Regions from separate parts of the Sus scrofa genome. Here region 2 is linked to region 1. The links are chromatin contacts, called in public HiChIP or PLAC-seq maps. All regions are on one chromosome and are shown on one strand. Each heading gives the region's core, a stretch centred on a gene start, on an enhancer-like site or on the middle of the called end of the contact. The rest is flanking DNA. Distances are from core to core; before and after follow the strand shown.

What was found. HiChIP or PLAC-seq counts read pairs in DNA pulled down with a chosen protein or histone mark.
Region 2: a contact with region 1 is called in an H3K27ac HiChIP or PLAC-seq map of skeletal muscle. The contact joins the promoter of LOC110256586 here to the promoter of CAPN3 in region 1. A contact is called at or near these places in 1 of 5 promoter capture datasets (liver), 5 of 47 Hi-C or Micro-C datasets (blood, psoas muscle and skeletal muscle) and 2 of 2 datasets of contacts at active chromatin or transcription factors (alveolar macrophages and skeletal muscle).

Annotation. Positions count from the first base shown.
Region 1 is chr1:129,008,394-129,014,906 of Sscrofa11.1, reverse strand. CAPN3 (calpain 3) reads left to right here and starts at 1,483. Exons shown (of 24, transcript NM_214171.2): 1 at 1,483-2,014. The coding sequence starts at 1,706.
Region 2 is chr1:129,090,503-129,097,524 of Sscrofa11.1, reverse strand. LOC110256586 reads left to right here and starts at 4,220. Exons shown (of 4, transcript XM_021071754.1): 1 at 4,220-4,224; 2 at 4,602-4,924. The coding sequence starts at 4,220. It overlaps GANC (neutral alpha-glucosidase C), which reads left to right. Exons shown (of 25, transcript XR_002345333.1): 1 at 1-126; 2 at 1,605-1,667; 3 at 3,404-3,581.

The DNA.
Region 1 (6,513 bases), core at 234-2,733:
ACTTTGATATTTCTTTTTTCTTTCTTTCTTTTTTTTTTTTTTTTTTGTCTTTATAGGGCACACCTGAGGCATATGGAGGTTCCCAAGCTAGGGGTCGAACCAGAGATGTAGCCTACACCACAAACACAGGAACGCCAGATCTGAGCTGCATCTTCGACCTACACCACAACTCATAGCAACACCAGATCCTTAACCCACTGAGCAAGGCCAAGGATCAAACCTGTGTCCTCGTGGATACTTGTCAGATTCATTTCCACTGAGTCATGACAGGAAATCCCAGGAGCCTGACTTTGAGCCCAGACAGACAGCTTCAATGCTGCCCTCCTCTCTCCTGCCTCCCCAAGAGTAGTAGCAGAGATCCTTGGGCATTCCCTTAGAGGGAGGGAGAACAGGCTGATGGTTCCCACAAGCCACAACTCCAGACACAGGGGTCCTCAAAGCTGCTTCCCCAGGGATCGTGGGCCTGGGTAGTACTCCCTATTTCTGCTGTCACTTTCCACCTTCTCTTGTAGCCTCTAGCCTTGGGCTGAAGGGAGGGTTACATGGCAATAGGCAGGCCCGCAGTGGGGGACTAGCCTCCACTCAGCCACACCTGGAATATGGCCGTCTCCTTACAGCCTGGGTAGAGCTACCAAGAGTAGAAGACAAGGTGGAGGCCAGGCAGGCAGTTCCCTTCCTCAGAGCTGCATGTGATCTCCTCCAACAGACCTGAAGCCAACTCTTCGGGTATGACATGCTGGAACTCGACAGCCGACCTGGTTCAGTATCCATTTCCAACTTCTGACTCAGATGCCTAATGTGGCACGGTGGAATAATCTGTACTCAGGTGCACTTTTTTGTAGGTGATTTGGTCCCAGTGTTTGTGCTGGGGGTGGGGAGAGACAAGAGATGGCTAGGTTGGGTGGGCAAGAAGACACAGGGATTTTTCTCAACTGAGGACTCTGCTGAGTGGCATTTTCCACCCAGACAGTTTCACTGAACGCTGACCCTAGAACATTCTAGAAGAGATGCCAAATCCAGTTGAATAATGTTCTGATATCCTAGAATTTTAAAAAGTAAGAACACGTGTTCTCAAAACTGCCCAGAACATTCTCCTAGAATTCAGTATTTCCCACTCACCCTTGCTGGCTGTTTTCAATACTGTTCCCCACCAGTTTGGTGGCCAATAGTTTGACAGGCTGGATAAGCACCAATTCAATAATGTATCCATCATTCTTTGCTAATTCTCAGTGTCAGCCTTAAATGTTCCCCTTTCATTTCCTGAAGACAACAGCGCTTAAGGGCAACACAGCTGCACTGCTAGCCTCTCTCTTGCATTCGGACTCATGATATTTCTTCATGGCTATTTTTGGTTTTCCTGGCTCAAGCTGCTTCAGGCCACTGAAACACAACCCTCACTCCCTTTCTCTCCTCTGGCATGTACGCTGCTGGTAGGAGCCCCCCAGGGAAAAACTAAAAACTGCAGCCGAAATCCTTTAGGGCTCCTTCCTCAGGAAAACTGATGACTTCTAGATCACAGCTCAAGTTTTAAGACGGACGCAAGCTGGACAGTCTTCTGATGGGCTTTAAACTTTGAACTGGATGTGGGCATTTTTTTCTCTGATGACAGAATCACTGCAACTTCCCCTTTGCAGTTGCTTCCTTTCCTTAAAGGTAGCCGTATCTTGTTTTCTTTAAAAACCTTTCCCTTCCAAATTTGCCTGTCATGCCGACTGTCATTAGCGCGTCTATGGCCCCACGGACAGGGGCCGAGCCCAGGTCCCCAGGACCGATGCCCCAGGCGGCCCAGGGCAAGGGCACGGAGGCCGGGGTTGGAAACCCAGGTGGTAAATACTCAGCCATCATCAGCCGCAATTTTCCCATTATTGGCGTGAAAGAGAAGACATTTGAGCAGCTTCACAAGAAATGCCTAGAAAAGAAGGTTCTTTATCTGGATCCTGAGTTCCCACCGGACGAGACCTCGCTCTTTTATAGCCAGAAGTTCCCCATCCAGTTCGTCTGGAAGAGACCTCCGGTGAGTAGCTAACTGGTTGCTGCTTGGGTTTCCCCTCTGAGAAATCTGCCCCCTCAGCGCCTTCTGAAAGCTCTGCAGGGCCCTGTCCTCAGGTGAGGAGCAATTCTCTGTTCTTTCTCGCTTTCTGAAAAACAAAACAAAAAAAAAAAAAAACCTTGCATTAATTGGAACTCAGGTTAATTCCCCCTATAAAATAAATAGTCCTTTCCCACAACAAATTCCAAACTGCAATTTCCAAACAAATCCCCAGACTCCCACCTGGAGGGTAATCCAGACCTATCCCCTCCATTTAAGTAACTTTTTATAAGAGTCCTTCAGTTTCTCATTGAAGGGCTAAAATCGTGATGTTCTTTTTAGTTTGCTAGCAGCCATGCCTCTGAAATACAGAGCCCAGGGAAGAGGAGAGTGGCAGCAAAGACGGCTTTTTTCAGGCAGGAAACTATTAGGATTAGAAGAAACCCTAGCAATCGTTTGCATCCATCACCTCCCATATGAGGAGATAAAGACCCACCAGAGGGAAATACATCCAGGGCGCCCTCGACAGCCCTGATGGAGAAACACTTTCTCTTTCAGGGACTCTTCCAGAACCTCTGGGTTTCATTTACAGTCAGGTACCAGGGGGAAGTCACATTCCCCTGGCTCCCTTCTCTGATCACACCTCCAGTATGATTCTTTTTTTTTTTTTTCTTCTTCTTTTTTTTTTGGGCCGCACCTGCAGCATATGAAAGTTCCCAGGCTAGAGGTCGAATTGGAGCCATAGCCACCGGCCTACATCACAGCTCACGGCAACACTGGATCCTTAACCCACTGAGCAAAGCCAGGGATCGAACCCATGTCCTCATGGATACTAGTCAGGTTTGTTACCACTGAGCCATGATGGGAACTCCTCCGGTATCATTCTTGTTCATAATTGAAGAAAAATGTATTGAACCTGGGTTAGAGCCAGAAACCAAGCAAGCAACTGAGGACACAGCGTAAATGAAAAAAAAGAGCAATTCCTGCTCTCCTGGAGCCTAAAGTCCTGAGGGGAAGACAGGCTTTGAACCAGGGCGATGACTATCAGAGCAGGTTCAGGGTGCTCTGGGATCTGAAGGCAAGGGAGAGAAACCCTCCTGAGGAAACCATTCCAGCTCAGCCTCAGTGCTCCTCATTAGCTTAACCAGGTTACACTGAGGCCCAGGGCTGTTCAGAAGCCACGTGTTTCTCTTTGACAGGAGATGAAACATCCAACAACCCTGGGCTCGCCCTGCCTATTCCACGAGGGCCCTTTTCCTCTCCAGCCCATGACTGTCCTGAGGACTCTCAGTTTAGAAGAGAACTAGAAAGAACTTCATTCTCCAACCCCATCACTGCCCCCGCTGCTAGAACCCACAATGGGACATGTCACATCCCTGCGGAAATAATTTCAGCGACACCGTTCTCCCCTCCCCCCACACCTTCATATTCCTTCAAACTTCCTCCGCGGCCTCTGGGCCCTTCCCCAGCCAGCCCGGCCTCCTTGCCTGTCTCCCCCTCGCCCCCGCCCCTGCATCCTGGCACTTGCAGCTGCCTCACGGCCTTGGCTTGTGCTGTCTCTCTGTCTGTCTGTGGTGCTCTTCATGTCTTCATCTGCTCCTCCTCTCCCTCGCCGCAAATCCCTGCTCAGGCGTCACTTCTTTCCCAGCTCTCTCCTGTCTGTCCCCATGGGCTGAGAGCAAGGAGCACTCCTGTTCCTCCTTGGACCCCCTCACCCAGCAAAGGGCCAGGCCCTGTAGGTACTCAGCGGCTGGTGGTGAATGAAAATCCACACTGGAGGGCGCTGACCGCTCAGAGAGGAGGTCGGCCCTGCGTTCCCGGGTTGGCAATTCCGGAAAGCCTTTTCCAACAGTAACGCAGAGAAAAAACTTACTGCTTTCAGTGAAGTCGTTGGTGGATTTTAGCCTTCAAACCTAGAACTGCATATTCATAAAAACATTTTAAGGGTCTACTATGCTCTAAGCACTAGGTCAGTCCTGAAATTGTGTCAGGGTGATATGAGGGGCACCAGAAGGCCTGTTCCAAATGTCGCTCCCACCACTGCCACCATGCAAAATCCTGAACCATCTACTGTCAGGAAAGGTCCTGATAGCACGATAGCACAAAGCTCATGCTTGGTTAAAATATTATTTCCCCTGGGGTTAAAATTAGGGGAACATGGTTTGTTGGGTTTGTTAGCATAAATTAGAATATAGAATTAGGGATGGTCAGAGTTGGAATATCTGGGGATGTGGTCCAGCCCTTTCACATACAGGTGCAAAAATTAAGGTCTAGAAAGGGCATAGAGCTTATCTACAGTCACACAGCAAACTGACTGAAATTGAAGTACTGCAGTAGCTCTAGAACTTTCTGAAAGGTAAATCCCTTCTTGGAGACAGGAGTTTTTCATGCACTCCCTGGATGCAGTGATCTTTGGCAACCTTGAACAGTGTGAAAAGGGGACTACATCCTATGAGAGGCCCTTCCTGCTTTTACTATCAAAGGCACAGAGTCAGTGAAAAACAATCTGAACTTCTCTTCATAATCAAGTATACCTATTACAGTCAGATAATGATGATGATGAAGGGGAGAATTATTCGTGGCCAACTATGATTCTTGTAAAGATAACAGGCTGCACTTTCAACCATGTCCTCTTAAAAGAAGAGAGACCCTGCAGAGTTCCCATTGTGGTGCAGCAGAAATGAATCCAGCTAGTATCCATGAGGACGTGGGTTTGATCCCTGACCTGGCTCAGGGGGGTTAAGGATCTGGCGTTGCCATGAGCTGTGGTGTAGGTCACAGACACGGCTCGGACCTTGAGTTGCTGTGGCTGTGGTGTAGGCCGGCAACTGTAGCTCCTATTAGATCCCTATCCTGGGAACCTCCATATGCCGCGGGTGCGACCCTAAAAAGCAAAAAGTAAAGAAGACCCTCACCTGTTTCCTCTTGTGCCCTCTCCTCACACGCCTACAGAGGGGTCTCACTGCCTTTCCTCCTCTGTCAGGGAGCATCCTGCATGGCGTTTCCAAGCCAGACAACCTGATTCCTTTCGCCTTTCCTTATAGCATCTATTTTTAGGATCAGAAAGAAAACAAACCATACACTATTTCCCAATTGTTTAGCCAATTTTTCTTGATGAAAAACACCCATGCAGGAAAGAACGGCTCTAGAACAGGGCTTCTGGGAGACCGATGGCTCTGTTCCAGTATCAATGGGGACAGGTGTGTGGGGAGACACGTGTTTCACTTCATACAGTGCAGGCTGCAGGCACACAAAATTCCTGGCCTCTCTTCTCTCCGCCAACCCCCACCCCAGACTCTGGGGTGGGGAGAGGGATTTGTGAAGAGAACCTGACCTGTGAAGCCCAACACTTTCCTTCTTTTTCCCTCCTGGAACAAGCTACCTACTCCCCCTTGAGGCAAAGTTTTCCAGAGGCAGTTCCCCATGGGGAGTCCTGCAAAGGTTCTGGGCCACTTGCCACAACTACTAATAGCAGTGCTAACCGCCAGCCTTGACTGAGAACTCATCACATGATAGAACCTATTCTAAGTGCTTCCATATGTTAGCTTATTTCATCTCTACAACAACCCTGTGAGGTAAGTACTGTTATTGTCCCCACTTAGCAAATGAAGAAACGAAGTCTCAGAGGGATAGATAACATGTTGAGATCTCACAGTTAGTAAAGGGTATAGCTGGGATTGGAACCCCTCGCTTTAGAACCCCAGCTCTTAACAATGAAATCCATCTAATTTTGGGGTTTAGAAGCCAAGATCAGATTTATGAACAATAAATGTGGTATTTGGGATTCTCGCCTGCTCTACACTTTTGTCTTCTACATCCATGGGTTCAAAACTCTGGCATGGAAATGAGGTGTCACTTATTGGGCCTCCACAAGCCATAACAGGAATTGGGGCTCAGGGTTTGACCCCTGGAAGCAGCAGCCTCTGTGAGCTGGCATTAGAATAGCAGAGTGGCTGAGACACGGTCCCCACCACCACCATTGGGGTCAAGTACTGGCCCTCCTACTTAAGGCTCGGGTCATCTTGGTCAAGTAGTTTTCTCTTTGCTGGTCATAAGTTCCCCTCTGAAAAATGAAGGATAGTCCTAATGAAAGGACCCATCTCCTAAGCTTGTTGTGAAGATGGAGTTAATCCACACTAAAGGCGTACAGGTGCCTGGCCCTTGGGGGAGGGCCCAGTGAACACGGACAGCTCCCAGCACCACCTACATCCAGCTCCACAGCCTCTTCAGTGAGGAAACCTCAGAAATATCATTCCAGCTTCATTTGTGTCTAGACCAATCAGGATACTAATCACAGCAGTGTACCTGAGTACTTTATTTTTTTCAGGTTTAAGGTTTTGTGTTGTTGTTTTTAACTCAAATTGACCCAAAGCAAAAGTTAAATTACAAAGAAAGAACAAAGTACATTATGATATAACACACTAGGAGTTACAGGAAAGCCTCATCTAAATGAATCAGTGCAGGAAGTTCCCTGGTGATCTAGT
Region 2 (7,022 bases), core at 2,971-5,470, 80 kb before region 1:
GTGGTAAAGCGCTGGTGGTTATTTAGAAAGACAATCTAAGAGACCGCCTGGGGCCTTTGCCTGAGAGCTGGGAGCCTGGTGAAGTGACTGGGAAGCCATGGAAGCAGCTGGCAAAGAGGAAATCAGGTAAAATCCCAGTAGTCCAGCAGGAACTGACTCCAGGGCCCACGGAGGCAGGCAGAACCTGGAAACAACATTCTGGCTTTGAAGATTTTATTGACTTTGATTGCGCTTGTTTGCACGTTTGGTATTTGTACATTAAATTTATATCTTTTCAATTCTCCAGAGAATTAGGTGATATTAATAGCCCCGCATGAAGTATTTTCAAGATAGTTAACAAAACTGGAAGAATTGTTATCAGAACTCTTAACACATGAATTTCAAGCATGTTGCTTTCCAAATTCCGCTGTATACACCTCTTCCTGAAGCATTCCAGAGTATATTCTTCAAAGCTGGAAAGAATGCTAATTTCTCTAATCTTTGCACACTTGATCCAAAGAAACAGTGACAAAGACTCAGTGAAGGATTTGATTACTGCCATGATAAACCATGTCCAAGTGTGTTTGTCTGAGCTTGTTTTCATAATATTTTGAAATAGTATTCAGTTATAGCTTCCTACGTAATCATGGTCATACTGACTACAGATGTATTCACTGTGTCTCATGCATGAAAGTCAATGTGGGTTTTTTTTTTTTCATTATAGCCTGTAGTTGTTTTATTTTTTTGTCTTTTTGCCATTTCTTGGGCTGCTCCTGCGGCATGGAGGTTCCCAGGCTAGGGGTCTAATCCGAGCTGTAGCCGTTGGCCTACGCCAGAGCCACAGCAGCGTGGGATCGGAGTGGATCCTTAACCCACTGAGCAAGACCAGGGATTGAACCCGCAACCTCATGGTTCCCAGTCGGATTCGTTAACCACTGCGCCACAACAGGAACTCTGCCTGTTGTTTTAATCAGTATATATTAAATACATATACTCAAGTAGCAATATACATACATCTTGATCATGTTCTCTTCAGAAACAGCTTTTCTGGAAACTTGATTTTAAAAAACATTGGCCCCTAGATTGTCAGCATCATCTTAAAAGCAAAGGATTTTCCTTCTCCATTGGTTTCTATCCTTATTCTAGCACCTTGCACATACCTCATTATAGCATCTGTCAGGTTGATTTGTGATGTCAGGCTCCCAAAGAAAGCTTGAACACAGTCCTTGTGTTATTATGGCCCTAACGCATTTTTACAACACAGTGGTTTATGTGCCATGTTTAACTAGAATTAAAGAAGGTGCAGGAGTTCCTCTCGTGGCTCAGCAGAAACAAATCTGACAGTATACATGAGGACACGGGTTCGATCCCTGGCCTCAGTGGGTTAAGGATCTGGCTTTGCTGTGAGCGGTGGTGCAGGTTGCAGATGTGGCTCTGACATAGGCCAGCGGCTACAGCTCAGCTCTGATTCGACCCCTAGTCTGGGAACCTCCATAAGCTGTGGGTGTGGCCCTAAAAAGACAAAAATAAATGAATAAAACAATAAAAAAATAAAGACAGTACAAAAATTGGATTCACAAACCCCATGTAAAATAGGTTTCATAAAATATGGGGTTTTTTTTTAGTGTTGAAGATGAAGCTGTGGATAAAAACATTTTCAAAGACTGCAGCAAGATTGCTTTCTACAGGTAAGGAGAGGAAATGTATGACCTAAGTAAAAGAGTTCTGAAAATATTTCAAAACTGATGTTTATTAAATTTTTGAGAATAGGCTTTCTGAAGAAAGAGTCAACTAGGAAACTCAGTATTAAGGAGTTTATCGGATAGAAGACATTCACCTATACTACTTTAATGTGCTGTTGTATTTTATTATGTTCTTATTAATTATAATTAATTATATAATTATACATTATCATTAAAATTACTATATTAATAAACAGGTATTTTATTTTCAAAGTCAAAGCTTTTTTAAAGTAGTGTTAAAATTTTGAATCTTTGAATAGGTAATACTTTTACACGGTTCAAAAATCAAATAATATAAAAAGATACACATTGAAAAGTGTTACTGTCATTCCTGCCCCCTTCCACCCCATTCCAAATCTTTCCCTGTAAGTAACCAGATTTATTCATTTCTTATTTATCCTTCCAATATTTCTCTTTGTGGATGCATATATTCTTTTTTTTTTTTTTTTTTTTTGTCTTTTTAAGGCCACACCTGTGGCATATGGAGGTTCGCAGACTAGAGATGGAATTGGAGCTGTATCTTCTGGCCTATGGCACAGCCACTGCAACTCAGGATCTGAGCCACGTCTGCAATCTACACCACACCTACTAAGCAAGGCTAGGGATCAAACCTGCGTCCTCAAGGATGCTAGTCAGATTCATTTCTGCTGAGCCACAATGGGAACGCCAATGCATATATTCTTATATCACTGCCATTCTTATGCCAAGTAACTTTCAGTAGACACTCTTGTATAGGTCTTTTTTTTCTGCTTCATAATTATTCTGAAGCCCTCTACATGAGTATATGGATTGTCCTCCTTTTAGAGCTCTATAGTATTCCATTGGGTGGATTTTAGAATTTATTTATAAATTCTAAAATTTATTCAGTCTCTCGTCAGTTGCTATATGCTTGTATCTTTTTAAGATGTTTCTTTTTTTCCATTATAGTTGATTTACTAGACCCTTCGATTGTTTTCAGTCTTTGCTATAATGTCACTGCCACAGTGAAAAGCTAGGCATATGTCATTTTGTACACATGCAGGTATATTTTTAGGGTGAATTTCCAGGAGTGGGACTACTAGGTCAAAGAGTAAATGTATTTGAAATTTTAACTATTACCCGATATCCTTCCATAGAGATTGTGTCATTTTGCACACCCATCACCACTATAGGATTGCCTGTTTCCCCAGAGCCTCAAAAAATATTTCTTTAAAATCTTTTTTTTTTTTTGACTGTCTGCCTTTATGTGATCCTGAAACCGAAATCCCCAAAAGTTATACAATTTTCTACTTTATTCACACTATATAAATGAAGAAAATCGTATCATTTTAATTATGAACATGTACCTTAGAGGGAATTTTATAGTGAACTTCTGGTCACCTTGTCAAACCACTAAATTATGTTGGATAGCCACTAGAATTTAGAGAACTTCTATTACAGTGTACATTTCGTGGGAAGAGGGACGGAAGTCAACAAGCTAATAAATGTCAGCTATGAAAACTGCCCCACCTTCTCAATAAAGGGGACAAAGTACCATCCTTGAGCAGTATTATGTTGAACAGTTTCATTAGTATTCTTCTTTTTTTATTAAGACTCTTATTAATTTTGTTAGCACTCTAAAGTACTCCTGTTAGTGCTTTATTGAAGTACTAATACTGTCTGCCGAACTCACTATCAAAGTCACTTTTAATGACTTCCATAAGAATATATAGTCCTTTGGAGGCTGACAATCACCAGTGGTTCTCAGACATCTGTATACTCCGTATCTGTAGACGTCAGAAACAGCAGCTCTCCAAGAAGTCTACCTATCGGGCATTACTAGACTCAGTCACAACAGGCAAAGATAGCACCAGGTTCCAAATCATCAATGAAGTAGCAAAGGTAAGATAAAACTATTTTGTACAGAGAATTATTTATGTCTGTGTTTATTTGGGTTGAATGAAGTAAATTTCCACAAAGCCTAATTAAACTATGTATGCTTCAGAAGTAAACTCTGTGAGAGAAGTAATGTCATCTTTTTCATAGCTACACTAATACTACTTTAAAAGTCATATGAGAAGTTTCTACTGTGGCTTAGCAGTAACGAACTCAACTATTATCCATGAGGATGCAGGTTCGATCCCTGGCCTCGCTCAGTGGATTAAGTATCCGGCCTTGCCATGAGCTGTGGTGTAGGTCACAGGCATACATGGATCCTGCATGGCTGTGGCATAAGCTGGCAGCTGCAGCTTCAATTCAATCCCTAGCCTTGGAATTTCCATATGCTGCACATGTGGCTCTAAAAAAATAGCCAAAAAAAAAAGTTATATGAGTATCATATTTCTTTTTAAAAAACTAGTGCTGCTGCTTATACCACCCATTTTTTTCTGGAGGAATTTTCCCCCTTGCTTGGCATCTGTGAGACCTTTGAGTTCACAGCAGATGATACCCCTGAAGTCTTAGGTCTTTAACTGCTGATCTGAATCTCCCAAACTATACATCCCTTTGTAGCTAAGATTGATAGCTGTTTTTGGGAAAACATGGGGTAGCACTAATTTCCTTCCTAGAGAGCCATTTGCATGAAACCCAGCCAAACCCATGTATCAGGGTCAGCAGAAGCATTTGGTTCCAAGAAATGCCAGGAGTCCACCAGAGACCTTCCAGGAGTCAGTAGGCCTAATACTAGCAGTAAGACCCTTTCTTTTCTCATTTTTCCTGTCATTTGCTCATTTTCCTTCTTGTCTCCAATGTGTCTAACCCTAGAGAGCTATAGCTGTCCCATGGTCAGGGCAAGAATCCCTTTCCACCCTTGAGTAGGCTCAGTCTGTTGAACACCTGAATAATCCACTGTCATAATGACACATGCCAAAGCAGAAGGACTCTGAATCCCAGAATGGGCCAAAATGCAACTTCTTAATGCAGCTCATACCAGTGGATCCCTTCACATGGTCTTTTCAAGACTATAGGTCAGTTTCTTTATACATACCTCCCTTTGGGTCCTGAAAATGTGAGGGACAGTGCTGTTCAGGTCAGGTGCCAAGACCAGAGCACACCAGCTCTGGGTGCCTTCAAAGGAGAAGAAGCCACAGTCCGGGAGGACCCACAGGAGCTCAGCACAAGACAGCATGGGGCTCAGGAGGGAGCTGAGGAGCTGGACAAGCAAGGGCAATTTATGCAGAAAATCAGCAACATGGCTCCCAAGACTGAGAACCTTGAGGACCACTTGGAACAGACTCCATGCTCAGGTGCTGGAAATAACAGGGCTGCACGGGGAATCTGCGCACTGATCTCAGGCAAATGCATGTAATGTGTATGTTTGGGAAGATTCTAAAATTCTGAGCTCAACTTCATTTTAACATCTTCCTTGCCCCTTGGAGTTGAGATGACTAATAAGGACTTAGGCTGTGTGCCCTCTATCAGTTTGATAGGGACACCAAAGATCCAAACAGTAATTTCTGAAGTTGTCTGAACCTCAGACACATAGTCCTGCTCAGCTCACATAGTCAAAGAGCTTCCATTAGAGGTTGCTTTGGGGGTGAAGTGGTGCTTCATGGGATTTTTCACATTAGGATGTGGTATGGACATGGTATGGGTATGGAGATTTTTAATTTTATTTTATTTTATTTTATTTATTTATTTATTTATTTATTTGTCAGGGCTGCATCCACAGCATACGGAGGTTCCCAAGCTAGGGGTCTAATCGGAGCTCCAGTTGCCGTCCTGCACCACAGCCACAGCCATGCCGTATCTGAGCCGCATCTGCAACCTACACCACGGCTCACGGCAGATCGTTAACCCACTGAGCAAGGCCTGGGATCAAATGCACATCTTCATGGGTACTAATCAGATTCATTTCTGCTGCGCCACAATGGGAAATCCTAGAGATTTTTTTTTTTAAAGCTGCATACATCCACTTACTCAAAATGATAGCTTTTTATTTCAGGTTCAGAGAGACAGAGCCTAAAGTCTAAGGGGATCATATTCAGCTCACAGCTGCAGTTCTCACATTTCACTTATGAGACAGATTCTGACAAACCCAACACACTTAGTGCCTACCTGCCCCCACACCCTGAATGCAATAACTTTGTCATCAAGGTCTGTTGTTAATTTTTAAAATCCTTCTTCCCAATTTCCTTCCCCCAACTTGCCCCTTAATAAGCAACGAGGAAACAGAACCAAGCTTCATGCACCATTGTCCTAGCTCACACTGCCATAACAAATACCATAGACTGGGTGTCTTAACTGTGACATTTGTTTCTCACAGTTCTGGAATCTGGGAAGTCTAAGATCAAGGTCCCACTTCCTGACTTGTAGACTGCCACCTCCTTACTATACAGCTGACCCTTGAACAACACAGGGGTTGGGGGTGCTGATATCTCCACCCAGCAGAAAATCCAAGTGTAACTTCACAGTCAGCCTCACTATACATGGTTCTGTATCTGCAGAGTCAACTAACCAAGGATCATATGGTAGTATAGTATGTATTTATTGAAAAATGCCATGTATAAGTGGACCCACGCAGTTCAACTTCCTGTTGCTCAGTGGTCTCAACTGTATATTCACCTAGTGGAGAGAGAACTAAATGGTCCCTTCCTGTAAGGGCAGTAATCCCAACATAAGTCCACCCTCATGACCTCATCACCTCCCAAATGTCACCACTTTGAGGGTTAGGGCTTCAGCATATGAATTGGAGGGCTGGACGAAGAGGAGGGTTGGGGGAGGGGGGAATGACGCAATTCTTTCCATAGTAAACATGATGTTCCTGGGACACGGTAATGTTACAAAACAAAGTGTTGCCCTGTTGTCTCCAGGTCAGGACATCTAGATTTTGAAGAAAAGCTGGCTGCAAGTTCAAATGCTTCAGTTTTCTCACGTGGAGTCCTATTTCTGATGACAAAATAATCAGGTAGATATGTGATTAAAAACTTTCCAGAGTAGGTGTTCCCTTGTGGCTCAGCTGGTTAAGAATCTGGTGTTGTCACTACCGTTGCTCTGCTTACAGCTGTGGTGCAGGTTCAGTCTCTGGCCTGAGAATTTGCATGCTGTGGACACAGCCACAGCATTTTAAGCAACATGGATGGACCTAGAAATTATCATGCTAAGTGAAGTCAGTCAGACAATGAGACGACAACATCAAACGTTTTCACTGACATGTGGAATGTGAAAAAAGGACAGAATGAACTTCTTTGCAGAACAGATGCTGCCTCATAGACATTGAAAAACTTATGGTCTCCAGAGGAGACAGTTTGGGGGGGTGGGGGGATGTGCTTGGGTTATAGGATGAAAATCCTGTGAAATTGGATTGTTATGATCATTATACAACTACAGATGTGATAAATTCAT